2 separate regions of the Mus musculus genome follow, and region 2 is linked to region 1. The links are chromatin contacts, called in public Hi-C maps. All regions are on one chromosome and are shown on one strand. Each heading gives the region's core, a stretch centred on a gene start, on an enhancer-like site or on the middle of the called end of the contact. The rest is flanking DNA. Distances are from core to core; before and after follow the strand shown. Region 1 holds the start of Ccdc107 (coiled-coil domain containing 107). Region 2 overlaps Gm42279 (a long non-coding RNA gene).

Evidence for each region. A called contact is a pair of places that touch in the nucleus more often than the background predicts.
Region 2: a Hi-C map of the G1E-ER4 cell line shows a contact between it and region 1, with 2.0 times the contacts expected there. The contact joins the enhancer-like site here to the promoter of Ccdc107 in region 1. A contact is called at or near these places in 7 of 39 promoter capture datasets (the C10 cell line, the HPC-7 cell line, cranial neural crest and 4 more), 1 of 484 Hi-C or Micro-C datasets (the G1E-ER4 cell line), 1 of 115 datasets of contacts at active chromatin or transcription factors (the HPC-7 cell line) and 3 of 9 other capture datasets (adipose tissue, liver and pancreatic islet).

The regions. Positions count from the first base shown.
Region 1 is chr4:43,491,549-43,497,645 of GRCm38.p6, reverse strand. It overlaps Ccdc107 (coiled-coil domain containing 107), which reads right to left and starts at 4,281. Exons shown (of 6, transcript NM_001037913.2): 1 at 4,110-4,281; 2 at 3,887-4,038; 3 at 2,391-2,451; 4 at 2,214-2,304; 5 at 2,025-2,137; 6 at 1,725-1,949. The coding sequence starts at 4,215. The coding sequence ends at 1,744. It overlaps Arhgef39 (Rho guanine nucleotide exchange factor (GEF) 39), which reads left to right. Exons shown (of 12, transcript NM_001013377.3): 9 at 1-64; 10 at 330-559; 11 at 737-825; 12 at 926-1,504. The coding sequence ends at 968. It also overlaps Rmrp.
Region 2 is chr4:43,601,445-43,606,984 of GRCm38.p6, reverse strand. It overlaps Gm42279 (a long non-coding RNA gene), which reads left to right. Exons shown (of 3, transcript XR_881221.1): 2 at 1,359-1,424; 3 at 3,745-3,775. Among named protein-coding and RNA genes, the nearest start is that of Gm42279, 18 kb to the left of the region's middle. Within about 2 kb of position 1,709, at least 57 of the 459 cell types and tissues checked have an H3K27ac peak or open chromatin away from gene starts, as enhancers often do. A contact at or near this core is called in the G1E-ER4 cell line, the HPC-7 cell line and hematopoietic stem and progenitor cells, where this site is marked.

The sequences.
Region 1 (6,097 bases), core at 3,032-5,531:
GATCAGCATCTGCTGCGTGTCCAGGCTCTACTCAGTGGGCGCAAGGCAAAAGGGCTGACTTCAGGTAGACCGTGGACTCTGCCCCTTCAGTTGCCCCTTGCTTATGCCAGCATGCTGGGCTGGCAAGATGACCCAGTAGGTAATGTGCTTGCTGTATGACCTGTGCAATTCTGGAATGCATATAAAGGTGAAAGGAGAAAACTGACTCCAGGGTGGTTCTGTGACCTCCACATCGCCACACAGTAACATTACCCCTTCCCCAACGTCCTGTCTCTCTTGTGTTCCTACGGATTCTTGAGCTGTACAATAACAGTGCTCTCATTTTCAAGGCCGCTGGTTCCTACGGCAGGGCTGGCTTTTAGTGGTGCCTCCCACTGGGGAGCCTCGGCCCCGGATGTTCTTCCTTTTCTCCGACGTGCTCCTCATGGCCAAGCCTCGGCCCCCACTGCACCTGCTGAAGAGTGGCACCTTTGTCTGCAGAGCCCTGTACCCTATGTCCCAGTGTCACCTTAGCAGGGTCTTTGGCCATTCGGGAGGACCTTGTGGTGGTTTGCTCAGTGTAAGTAGTAGATGGGAAATCTGGGCCCAAAATATACTTGAAGTAGTTGTAGACCAGCCCATCACTTGAGCTAGCTCCCTTTTGGGGCTGAGGTTTCACACTTATCCCTGAGTTAGTGTCACGGGACCAGAGAGGGCCCCAGCCTGACTTGCTCTGAACTAACTGGTTTCTCCTTAGCTGTCCTTTCCCCATGAGAAGCTACTGCTTATGTCTACTGACCAGGAGGAGCTGTCACAGTGGCACCACAGCCTGACTCTGGCTATCAGGTTAGCCGTGCTGAGAAGGAGCAGCGTCCCTCACAGCCCCTCCCCCACCCCGTGGGTGACTGAGGACTGACCCGGTGACCAGACTGTTTTCTTCCCACAGAAGCCAGAAGAGCTCGACCCACAGAAGTGTCACTGCAACATGACATTGTCATCTACAAACATGCTGGGGCCATATTCACAGCTATCCTGGGATACACATGGCAGCTGGGTGTGCCTATGAAGAATCTTACAAATTCCAGAACTCGGATACTCAGGAATAGGGCAGAGCCACGAACAAAAGGGAATGTACTTCGATTGAGCCTCAGTGGAACAAGTCCCTTTAACGCCCTGCCACTGGGGGGCCTGAAAAGCCCCTGCTGTCTGTGGCCAGCGGTTAATCCCATTTGCAGCTTTGAAAAGGAGTCCATTTTGTTGTTATTGCCTATGGTTTCCTGATTTATTCTTGAGAAAGGATCTTACCCAGGCTGACCATGAATTTGAATTCCTTCTGCCTCAGTCTCTCAGGTGTTGGGTTATAGGTGTGTGCTGCCACACCTGGCTATTGTATATAGTTTGTTTTCTTGAGACAAGGTTTCATGCAGTCCAGGGTGGCCTTGAACTCCAGATCCTCCTGAACTACCTCCTATGTTCTATAATTTATTTCCCCACTGGATCTTAATAAAGGGTTGTTTTTGCAAAAGCCTTCCTGTCTAAATCACGAGAAAATGGAGTTTGAGCCTTGATGGCTGGCATCTCGGTAGCCTCAGAAACACAAGGGCAGAACTGTGGCTCTCTCTCTGTCTTCTCCATTCACATTCTGGAAGGCAGTCTCTCTCTTCCTAATAAGGGAAGAGTGCTTGGCTTTTGCACCGTGTGTGTGTGTGTAGCAGGGAGTGGAAAAAGCACAGAGGAACACCCAGTACGAGGGGACTCTTTTTACTAAACCTTCAGTGGTTGTTCCCCATTTACTGCTGGACCCTTTGTCACCGTCTTGTGCCACCTTCTCCTCAGCCCCTGCTCCACCTCCCAGGAAGGAGCTAGGTTCCGTGTTTCTGGGCTCCAGGTTATGGGCTCTTCCCAGGCCTGACTGTTTCCAGCTTCTTGGTCTTCTTTCCCCAGGTCCTCAGTAAAGGGTATGCTGGCCTCTGTGAAGGAGAGACCAACTTGCTCTAGTTTCACAGCCATGGCTCTCCAGCCATAGAAACCTCCCAACCTTTTACCTGGTTCTGGAACTTCCACTCCTGTGCCAGGCTGGCAGTCTTGTAGAAGGTGGTGGATGGTCTTTAGTTTTGTGTCTAGAAGTTCCCTCTGGGTTCCAACCAAAGTCGTCACCCTGTAGAAATACCCACTCAGGGGGCTGCCCAGTCTGTCTCCTTGGCTCCCACCTCACCCACCCCACAAATTCTCACTGTTCAAAAAGGGGATCCAGCTGTGTCATCAGGTGGTTCAGGTGCTGCTCCGTCTGGGCCAGCTGTTGTGTCAGCTGCACCAGCTGTTGCTCTGGGAGTGAGGGAAAGGGCATGGTTACTCCTGCAGTCCCCTGATCTACTCCATCGCCAGAAACCACCACTAAATGCTCAACCCACCTGACTGCGAGGATTTCTTCTTGTTTTTTTCCTCTCTGAGAACAGCAGCCTCATCTGGGCCCTGTTGTGGAAGCAGATAAAGACAAGGCTGCAGCAAAGGCCCCAGCACCTCAGAGCCAGTGAAGAGAGGAGCCATAGAGAAAGCTCTGGGCATCCACCTCAGAGAATCCCAGTTGTCTCTAGTCCAGCTGCTTACCCAGAACATGAAGTGAAACGTCAGGATGCCCACACATGGCCAGACTGCTAAAGCACTCCTGGGAATGTGAAACTCTCCAGTAGGGACGGGAAGATTGCTCTTACCCCAGCCTTCTTATTTAGCATCCCTATACCTCGCTGCCTTTGAGGTAGAGTCTTGCTAAATTGTCCAGATGGGCCTTGCACTTACAATCCTCCCTCATAGTAGTTGGAATAATAGGACTGTGTCACCAGTTCCTGTACCCTCAGTCTTTGCTGGTGAAAAAAAAAATCTCCAATCTGTTCAATTCACATTATCCCATTACAGATTAAAAATCTAAAACAAAACAAAACAAAAAACCCAACAACAAAAAGTCTATATAGTGCTCTTTGCTCTAAAAGGCAGTGCCCTATGGTTTATTTTTAGGATACAATTCTCCCAGTGCTCTGATAGGTAGATAAAGCACAAGCCTCCTTCAGAACCTTTAATTGGAAAGTGGGTTATCATAACACCGTGAAACTGTCAGCCGCCATGCCTACCTCTCTTCCACGGGTCCCGCTCCTCTTCTCAACTGCTTATGTATTCTTCTCCATGCATAAGACAGAAATACTGGTCTCGAACTCACAAGAGCTGTTCCTGCCTCTGTCTCCCCTGAATGCTGGGATTAAAGGCGTCTAACACTACGCCTGGGTAGAATTTATTAATCTATCTTTAAACTCCAATCTTCATCCTAGCCTGTCAAGTCTGCCTGGCTCTTTAATCTCATCTAGTTTTATGTTACTAATTAGTTCAGCCTCTATTCCCCTGTGCAAGTAATTGACCAGAGTTGAAGATAAAGCACTGGGTGGTAGGTTCCACTTTCCATGTCAACAGTTTCAAAGTAATCAGAATGTACAGTCAGTTCACATTTCAGGGTTTCCTTCCTAAGGAGAGCACGAAACGGCTTGGTGTCTGGTCCACTAGACACTCTGTTGCTGCCGCGATTAACTCCTTGGGCCAAGGTTGGAGCCTCAGCAGCAACTTCTTTTTTTGCATACTGACACTAGTTGGGTTAAAACCCCACTTACATCAGACACTAAGTGGATGAGCTCCAGATTGAAAATCGATCGTCACTGGAGAGAGGAGTAAAAGTAACGGTTTCTACAATTTCTCAGCCCCCTACATCCATTATCTCTCTGGATCCTCGAATGCCCCAATAATGTGGAAAAACCAAGGAACGAGCCTTCATTTTACAGGTAGCCGGGAAGCGGTTGTTCTTGGTACTGTAGCGGCCCCAGGAGATTAAGGCCCAGGGCTCCCACAACCCACCGCCATACCGCACCTGCAAACACTTGAACAGCACAAAAGCCACGACGGCCGCGGTGTACAGAGCGCCCAAAGACAGCGATCCGGCCCGGGCTCGCTCGCGCTGATCCTTGGGTGGCGGCTGCCGCCGAGGTTCGGTGGTTCCCGGACTGACCTGGGAGCCCCGTTCTGTGGATTAAAGCCATCGGTCAGTTTCTACTAGGCAGTCCCAGCCTCCCTCCAGCAGCTCTCGCAGGTACCTGGGTGTGCCCCCAGATCGGCGCTGGGGCGCTCCCCAAGGACTCCAAAAGGCGCAGACACAAGCAGCAGCCCCAGAATACTCAACACGGGGCCAGCGCCCTCCATGCCTGGCCCACCAGAATCGCACGCCGGGTACCCCGCGTTCCAGCGCTGGGCCTCCGGCCGTAGTGCGCACGCGCAGGAGACCACGCCTACATCGGGGGGGCTGAGTCCCTTAAGGCGGCCACGCCCATCTCAGGATGGGTTTAAGCAATATTTGCATAAACCACGCCCACCTAGCGTTCCTACATTAATTAATGACCTATCTATTTATAGCTTTCTTAAACAATTATGTCTCCAGAATCTTTCAGGATAAAGTATCATGCCTAAAACAATGGCTCATTGTTTTTCTACCTAGAGAGACCAATTTTCTCACCATAACCAAAAAATTAAGCCTGTTGTAGAGTCATAAATTAGTCGCGCCTAGAAGCTAAGGCAGCTCGCTCTGAAGGCCTGTTTCCTAGGCTACATACGAGGGACATGTTCCTTATCCTTTCGCCTAGGGGAAAGTCCCCGGACCACGGGCAGAGAGTGCCGCGTGCACACGCGCGTAGACTTCCCCCGCAAGTCACTGTTAGCCCGCCAAGAAGCGACCCCTCCGGGGCGAGCTGAGCGGCGTGCAGCGGGGCGTCATCCGTCAGCTCACATAGTGACGCAGGCAGTGCGACCTGGCTCGCACCAACCACACGGGGCTCATTCTCAGCGCGGCTACACTTTTATTTATTTATTTTTGTTTGTTTGTATTTTGGTTTTTTGACAGGGTTTCTCTGTGTAGCCCTGGCTGTCCTGGCACTCACTTTGTAGACCAGGCTGGCCTCGAACTCAGAAATCCTCCTGCCTCTGCCTCCCGAGTGCTGGGATTAAAGGCGTGCGCCACCACGCCCGGCCACTTTTATTTCTATACAACCTTCAGAGCCAGATGTGAATGTACTAATTAGGAAATCAAGGTCACCCTTTCCTAAGAAAAGAAGAAAGAAAACGGAGACAAATCTGAATTCCTAATTTATTCTTTAATAGCTGTAATTCTTTTTTTAGACTGCTAGTCCAAAGAGAGCAAGACTGTGGGTTTTGCTTTTTTGTTTTTTTCCATTTTACTGTCCGAGCCTAGTCACTTGTTGCTAGGGGAACTTGAGGAAGTGAATGAAATTAATGAATGAATGTTCACAGCGACTCAAAAGGCAAATATACAACTAGGTCCTTCTGGGTCTCATGTAACCTGGGCTGGCTTCATTCTCATGTAGCTGGAGCTGGCCTAGAACTCCTAACCCTCCTGCTTCCATTTCTCAAATGCTGGGATTATGTAGTAGCAAGCACATAAGATTCACAGAGCTGCCAGATGTGGCACCACACTCCTTTAATCCCAGCAGTGGGGAGACAAAAGCAGACAGATCTCTATGAGTTCAAGGCCTGGTCTACATAGTGAGACCCTCTCTCAAAACCGAACAAAAGGAATGAAGACTGAAGTGTGGACACTATGCCCCTCCTTAGATTTGGGAACAAAACACCCATGGAAGGAGTTACAGAGACAAAGTTTGGAGCTGAGATGAAAGGATGGACCATGTAGAGACTGCCATATCCAGGGATCCACCCCATAATCAGCATCCAAACGCTGACACCATTGCATACACTAGCAAGATTTTATTGAAAGGACCCAGATGTAGCTGTCTCTTGTGAGACTATGCCGGGGCCTAGCAAACACAGAAGTGGATGCTCACAGTCAGCTAATGGATGGATCATAGGGCTCCCAATGGAGGAGCTAGAGAAAGTAGCCAAGGAGCTAAAGGGATCTGCAACCCTATAGGTGGAACAACATTATGAACTAACCAGTACCCCGGAGCTCTTGACTCTAGCTGCATATATATCAAAAGATGGCCTAGTCGGCCATCACTGGAAAGAGAGGCCCATTGGACTTGCAAACTTTATATGCCCCAGTACAGGGGAACACCAG
Region 2 (5,540 bases), core at 460-2,959, 110 kb before region 1:
CGTAGTTCCATCCCCAGTACTCACAGAGCTTGGTACTCAGGAGGCAGACTTCTGAGTTTAAAGGCAATGTAGTCTACATAGTAAGTTCCAAGTTAGCCAAGGTTATATAGTGAGTCCCTGTCTGAAGAAAGGGGGGAAGAGGAAGGGGAAGGGGACCTTTAATAAAAGTTAATAAGACTAAAAGTTCTCTCCATAATGAATGAGATCCCGGGATCCAAGACTATTTCTGCTGGGTGGATTCTGATAAAATCATAAGCTTGGTGCCTTATCTCTGTTCTCTGCTCATTCTCTCTCTCTCTCTCTCTCTCTCTCTCTCTCTCTCTCTCTCTCTCTCTCTCTCTCTCTCTCTCTCCCTCTCTCCCCCCATCCCTTTACTCCTCCCTCTCTCCCTCCTTCCCTATTATTTCCCTGCCTTTCTTTTTCTTTCTGCTATTCTGTCATGAGATGATGCAGCAAGGCTCTTGCTAGACCCTTGACCCTTTGACCTCCGATTTCCTAGCTTCTGAAACTGTAGCAACTTGCTCTTTATAAACATCATAGTCTCGGGCATTCCGTTATAGCAGCAGAAAGTGAACTAAAATCTGCCAGTAAAGAAAAACTGATACGGGGGATGGAGAGTTGTAGTGATCAAAAGTGCTCCATGCTCTTCCAGAGGCCTGGAGTTCAGATCCCAGCACCCATGTGGAGCAGTTCACAACTGCTTTGTAACTCCATCTGTGTAGACAGGCTGGATTCGAACTCACAGAGATCTAATTCTTGACCCCTGTGAGTTTCCTCAGATATACATAAAACAACAGCAAAACCCTGATGATTCTTTTAAGGCCAGATCCATATACTTATTTACAGACACAGTGCTTTACTGTACAACTGCATGGCTTTCGATGGAATCCCACCGCTGCTGAGACTAAATCAGTAGATTCTTGTTGAGGATAGGGATAGCTTAGGCAATGAAATTCTAGCTCAAGATTAAAAAAAAAATGTTTGGAAGGAGCAGGTGTGGCAGGCAGCTCACGCTTGTAATTTCAACACATGGAAGGCCAAGGCTGGAGGGTTATCCACAAGTTCAAAGCCAGCCCAAGCTACAGAGTTAGACCTTGTTTAAAAATGTAAAATAAAATAGATGAATGAGTAAATACTTGACTAGGATTGGTTTGCCTAATGTAAATTTTTTACAAATGATCTAGTCCAGTGGTTCTCAACCTTCCTAATGCTGTGACCCTTTAATACAGTTTCTCATGTTTCAGTGACCCCCAACCATAGAATTATTTTTGTTGCTACCTCATAACAGTAACTTTGTTACTGCTATAAGCTATAATGTTAATATCTATAAACCATAATGTTAATATCTCTATTTTCAGGTGGTCTTAGATGGCTCCTGTGAAAGGGATCGCAACCCACCCACCTGTTGAGAACCCCTGATCTAGGTGAAGACTTCTATGAGTTGTTAGCTTACAGGTGACAGTATGTAGGTGACACCTTGGCCTTGCTGATAGTCACTTCCTCCCTGAGACTCTTATCATGGCTTTTCCAGTAGCTCATACCCCTGGTCACCTCCACACCCCAAGCCCAACTTCTCTGTCACTACAGAATGCTTCCTCCTCCTCCGATGTGTGTGGGCTTCTCCCACAAAGCCTCTGTGCTTGGCTTTCTGCATCCTTGTGCCCAGGCTTACTTCCCTGGTGAGTTCACTCACAGTCACAGTATCATCTGTCACCTTACACATACCTCCCGCCATGACTTGCTTCACTGGGTGTGAACAGACTGCCGCTGTTGCTACACAGATAAGGTATTTTGAGATTGCTGAATTGCAATGAGGTGGTGTAGCAACTTCCTCCTGGAGGAAAGGGGCAGGCAGCCTTCTGGGACTCAGAAGTCCTGGGACTTTCAAGGCTTACCAAGTGCTTAACCTTAAGCTTCCAGAGGCCCCTCCCTGAGCTTATGGTGACAATTGCTGCAGAGAGGAGACTCTCAACAGTGTGGATGAGTTGCTGGCAAGTTGTGCTAGGAGCCAAAAGGATGCAGCTTTCGTGAGTCATCACGGTAGACGACGAGACATTTTGATGATGTGGGACTCTGACTCACCTGCACTCCTGTAACTAACCCCTCACCTAGACTCCAAGAAACCCCAGGAAACTCACTCGTTTGTCTAGCTGCCCTTATCTGGAATCCTTCCTTTGTTCTGTTTTTGGTGTCTTCTCTGGGCTGAACAATGTTTGTTCCCATGGCCCCAGAAAAAGCCATACAACACAAGGTTAGACTTTATGGTGAGACTCCACTGAGAAAAGGCTGCCCGGAGGGTGTGAGGAGAGGCTGACAGCAGCATCGATGAAGAGATTCCCTCCCACCCCACACAGCAACCAAATAAACATAAATCAGACATAGAAAAGTCAGCAGAGTGTGTTTTTAAAGTTCTTGGGCTAAAAGGGCTACAGATGTGTCATACTTTGTTTGGGTCAGAAAAAAATAAACAATTTTAATAACTCGTCAAAGGAAGCAATAAATTAGACTTCAGCATTTTAAAACTTTGGCTCTTCAAAAGATGTCATTAAAAATATTTTTTTAAAAAATTAAAAGCTGGGCAAGGTGGCTCACACCTGCAATCCCAAAACATAGGAGGCTGGAGCAGGCGGGTAGTGAATTCTGGGGCCAGTCTAGACCACGTGGGGGCTCTGTCTCAAAAAAAAAAAAAAAAAAAAAAAAAGTGAGTACAAGCTGTGAAAATATTCTCTTTCTTTTGAAGAGGGTGTACAAACAGGGTTTCTCTATGTAGCCCTGGCTGTCTTGGGACTCACTCTATAGACCAGGCTGGCCTCGAACTGAGATCAGCCTGCCTGTACCTCTCTCTGCCTTCTGAGTGCTGGAATTAAAGGTTTACACCACCACCACACAGCCTGCTCTCCCACATCATTCCCTCCCTCTATCCACCTCTAATGTCTATTTTATATCCTCTTCTGAGGGAGATTAAAGCATCCTTCCTTAGGACCTTTAAGCTCCTTTGGGTGTGTGGATTGTAGCATGGTTATTCTATATTTTATGGTTAATATCCACTTATAAGTGAGTACATACCACGCATGTCTTTTTGAGTCTGGGTTACTTCACTCAGGATGATATTTTCTAGTTCCATTCATGATGTGCTTGTTTTTAACAAATGAATAGTATGCCATTGTGTAAATGAACCACGTTTTCTGTATCCATTCTTCAGGTGAAGGACATCTGGGTTGTTTACAATTTCTGGCTATTCTGAGTAAAGCTGCTATTATCATAGTCGAGCAAGTGTCCCTTATTGTGTGGTAGAACATTTTTTGGGTGTATGCCCAGGAGTGGTATGCTGGGTCTTGAAGTAGAACTATTCCCAATTTTTTGAGAAACCAACCAAATTGATTTCCAAAGTGGTTGTACAAGTTTACACTCCTAGCAGCAATGGAGGAGTGTTCCCCTTGCTCCACATCCTTGCTAGCATGTGCTGTCACTTACATTTTTGATCTTAGCCATTCTGACATGTGTAAGATGGAATCACTGAGTTGTTTTATTTGCATTTTCCTGATGACTAAGGACATTGAACATTTCTTTAAGTGCTTCTCAGCCATTAGAGATTCCTCGGTTGAGAATTCTGTTTAGATATGTAACTCATTTTTAATTGGGTTATTTGGTTTGTTGGTGTCTAATTTCTTGAGTTCTTTATATATTTTAGATATTAGTCCTCTGTTGGACTAGGGTTGGTGAATATCTTTCCCCTTTCTGTAGGCTGCCAAAGAAATTAAGGAAGATATCAGAAGATGGAAAAATCTCCTGTGCTCATGGATCGGTAGGATTAACATAGTAAAAATGGCCATCTTACCAAAAGCCATCTACAGATTAAATCCAATTTCCATTAAAATTCCAAAACAATTTTTTATATAACTTGAAAGAGCAATTCCCATCTTCATATGGCAAAACAAAAACCCCAAGTTATCTAAAACAATCCTGTATAATAAAAGAACTCCTAGAGGTATCACCATCCCTGATTTCAAGCTGTACTACAGAACAATATAAGAAGAACTGTATGGTATTGGCACAAAAACAGACAGGTTGATCTGTAGCTGCCTGCGGCCACACGAACTGGGTTCCTGAGCGGGAGGCTGGAGCTGTAAGGGAGGAAACAGCGAGAGAAGAAAGGAGACCAAGACAGATTTCTGATCAAGACCCAATGTTTACTAAGTGTCTGTGCTTATAAAGGGGGGAGGCCCATCTCCTGCCACGCCAGGCTTCTTGATGCTTTGTTGCCAAGTTGTTAGCACTTAGTCTGCCAGAACTGTTAGCATTAGGTTGTCAATGCCACAGGTTGTCAGCTATCTCAGGAATATCTCAGGAAGACAGGTTTAGCCTCTCAGCAGGTCAGGTGCCACGCAGGTGACAGAGCAATAGAATGGAAGACTCCACCCCAGGTGGTCTCATTCACAGTGGCAGCATAGGTCTGAAGACATAGGAGTAAACCCACACACCTATGGATACTTGATTTTTGACAAAGAAGCCAAAACTATACAATGGAAAAAGGAAAGCATCTTCAACAAATGGTGCTGGTCTAACTGGATGTCAGCATGTAGAACATTTATCACCCTACACAAATTCAAGTCCAAGTGGATCAAAGACCTCAACATAAAACCAGATACATTGATCTAATAGAAGAGAAAGGGGGGAACCGCCTTGAACACATTGGCACAGGAGACAACTTCCTGAACAGAACACCAGCGATCAGCTCAGGCAGTAAGATCAACAATTCATAAATGAGATTTCACTCAGAAGGGGATATAAAATAGATACTGAGGGTGGATGGAGGGAGGGAACTATGTGGGAGAGGGGTAGGGAGAGATGGGGATCAGGTGGGGGGGCAGCAGGAGAGGGAATGGAAATTGGTGGAAGAAGCATCAGGAGACATAGGACAGGGGAGTCTCCTGCTAGTCTATGGGGTGACCCTAGCTGAGACTCCGATCAGCCGGGGGTACAGAGACTTAAGGGGCCACATCCTGTAGCCAGGAGGGAGTTCAGTGGAGGGAAGGGGATACCAACCCATTCATAAAACCTTTGATCCAAAATTTGTCCTCCCTATAAGATGTGCAGGGATAAAGACTGAGCAGAGATTGAGGAAATGGCTGACCAATGACTGGCCCAACTTGGGACTTATCCCAATTAGAGAGAGACATCTCCTGACATTATTAATAAGACTCTGCTATGCTTGCAGACAGGAGCCTAGCATAACTGTCTTCTACGAGGCTTCACCCAGCAGCTGACGAAAACAGATGCAGAGACCCACAGTCCAACATCAGGTGGAGCTCGGGGAGTCTTGTGGAAGAGTGGGGGATAGTATTGAGTGAGCTGGAGGGGTCAAGGACCCCACAAGAAAACATATAGAATCAACTAAACTGGTCGGTAGGGGCTCACAGAGACTAAACCACCAACCAAATGGGCATGCAGGGGCTGGACCAAGGCCCCCTACCTATTTGTAGCAGATGTGCAGTTTGGGCTTTATGTGGGTCCCCAACAACTGAAGCATGTGCTGTCTC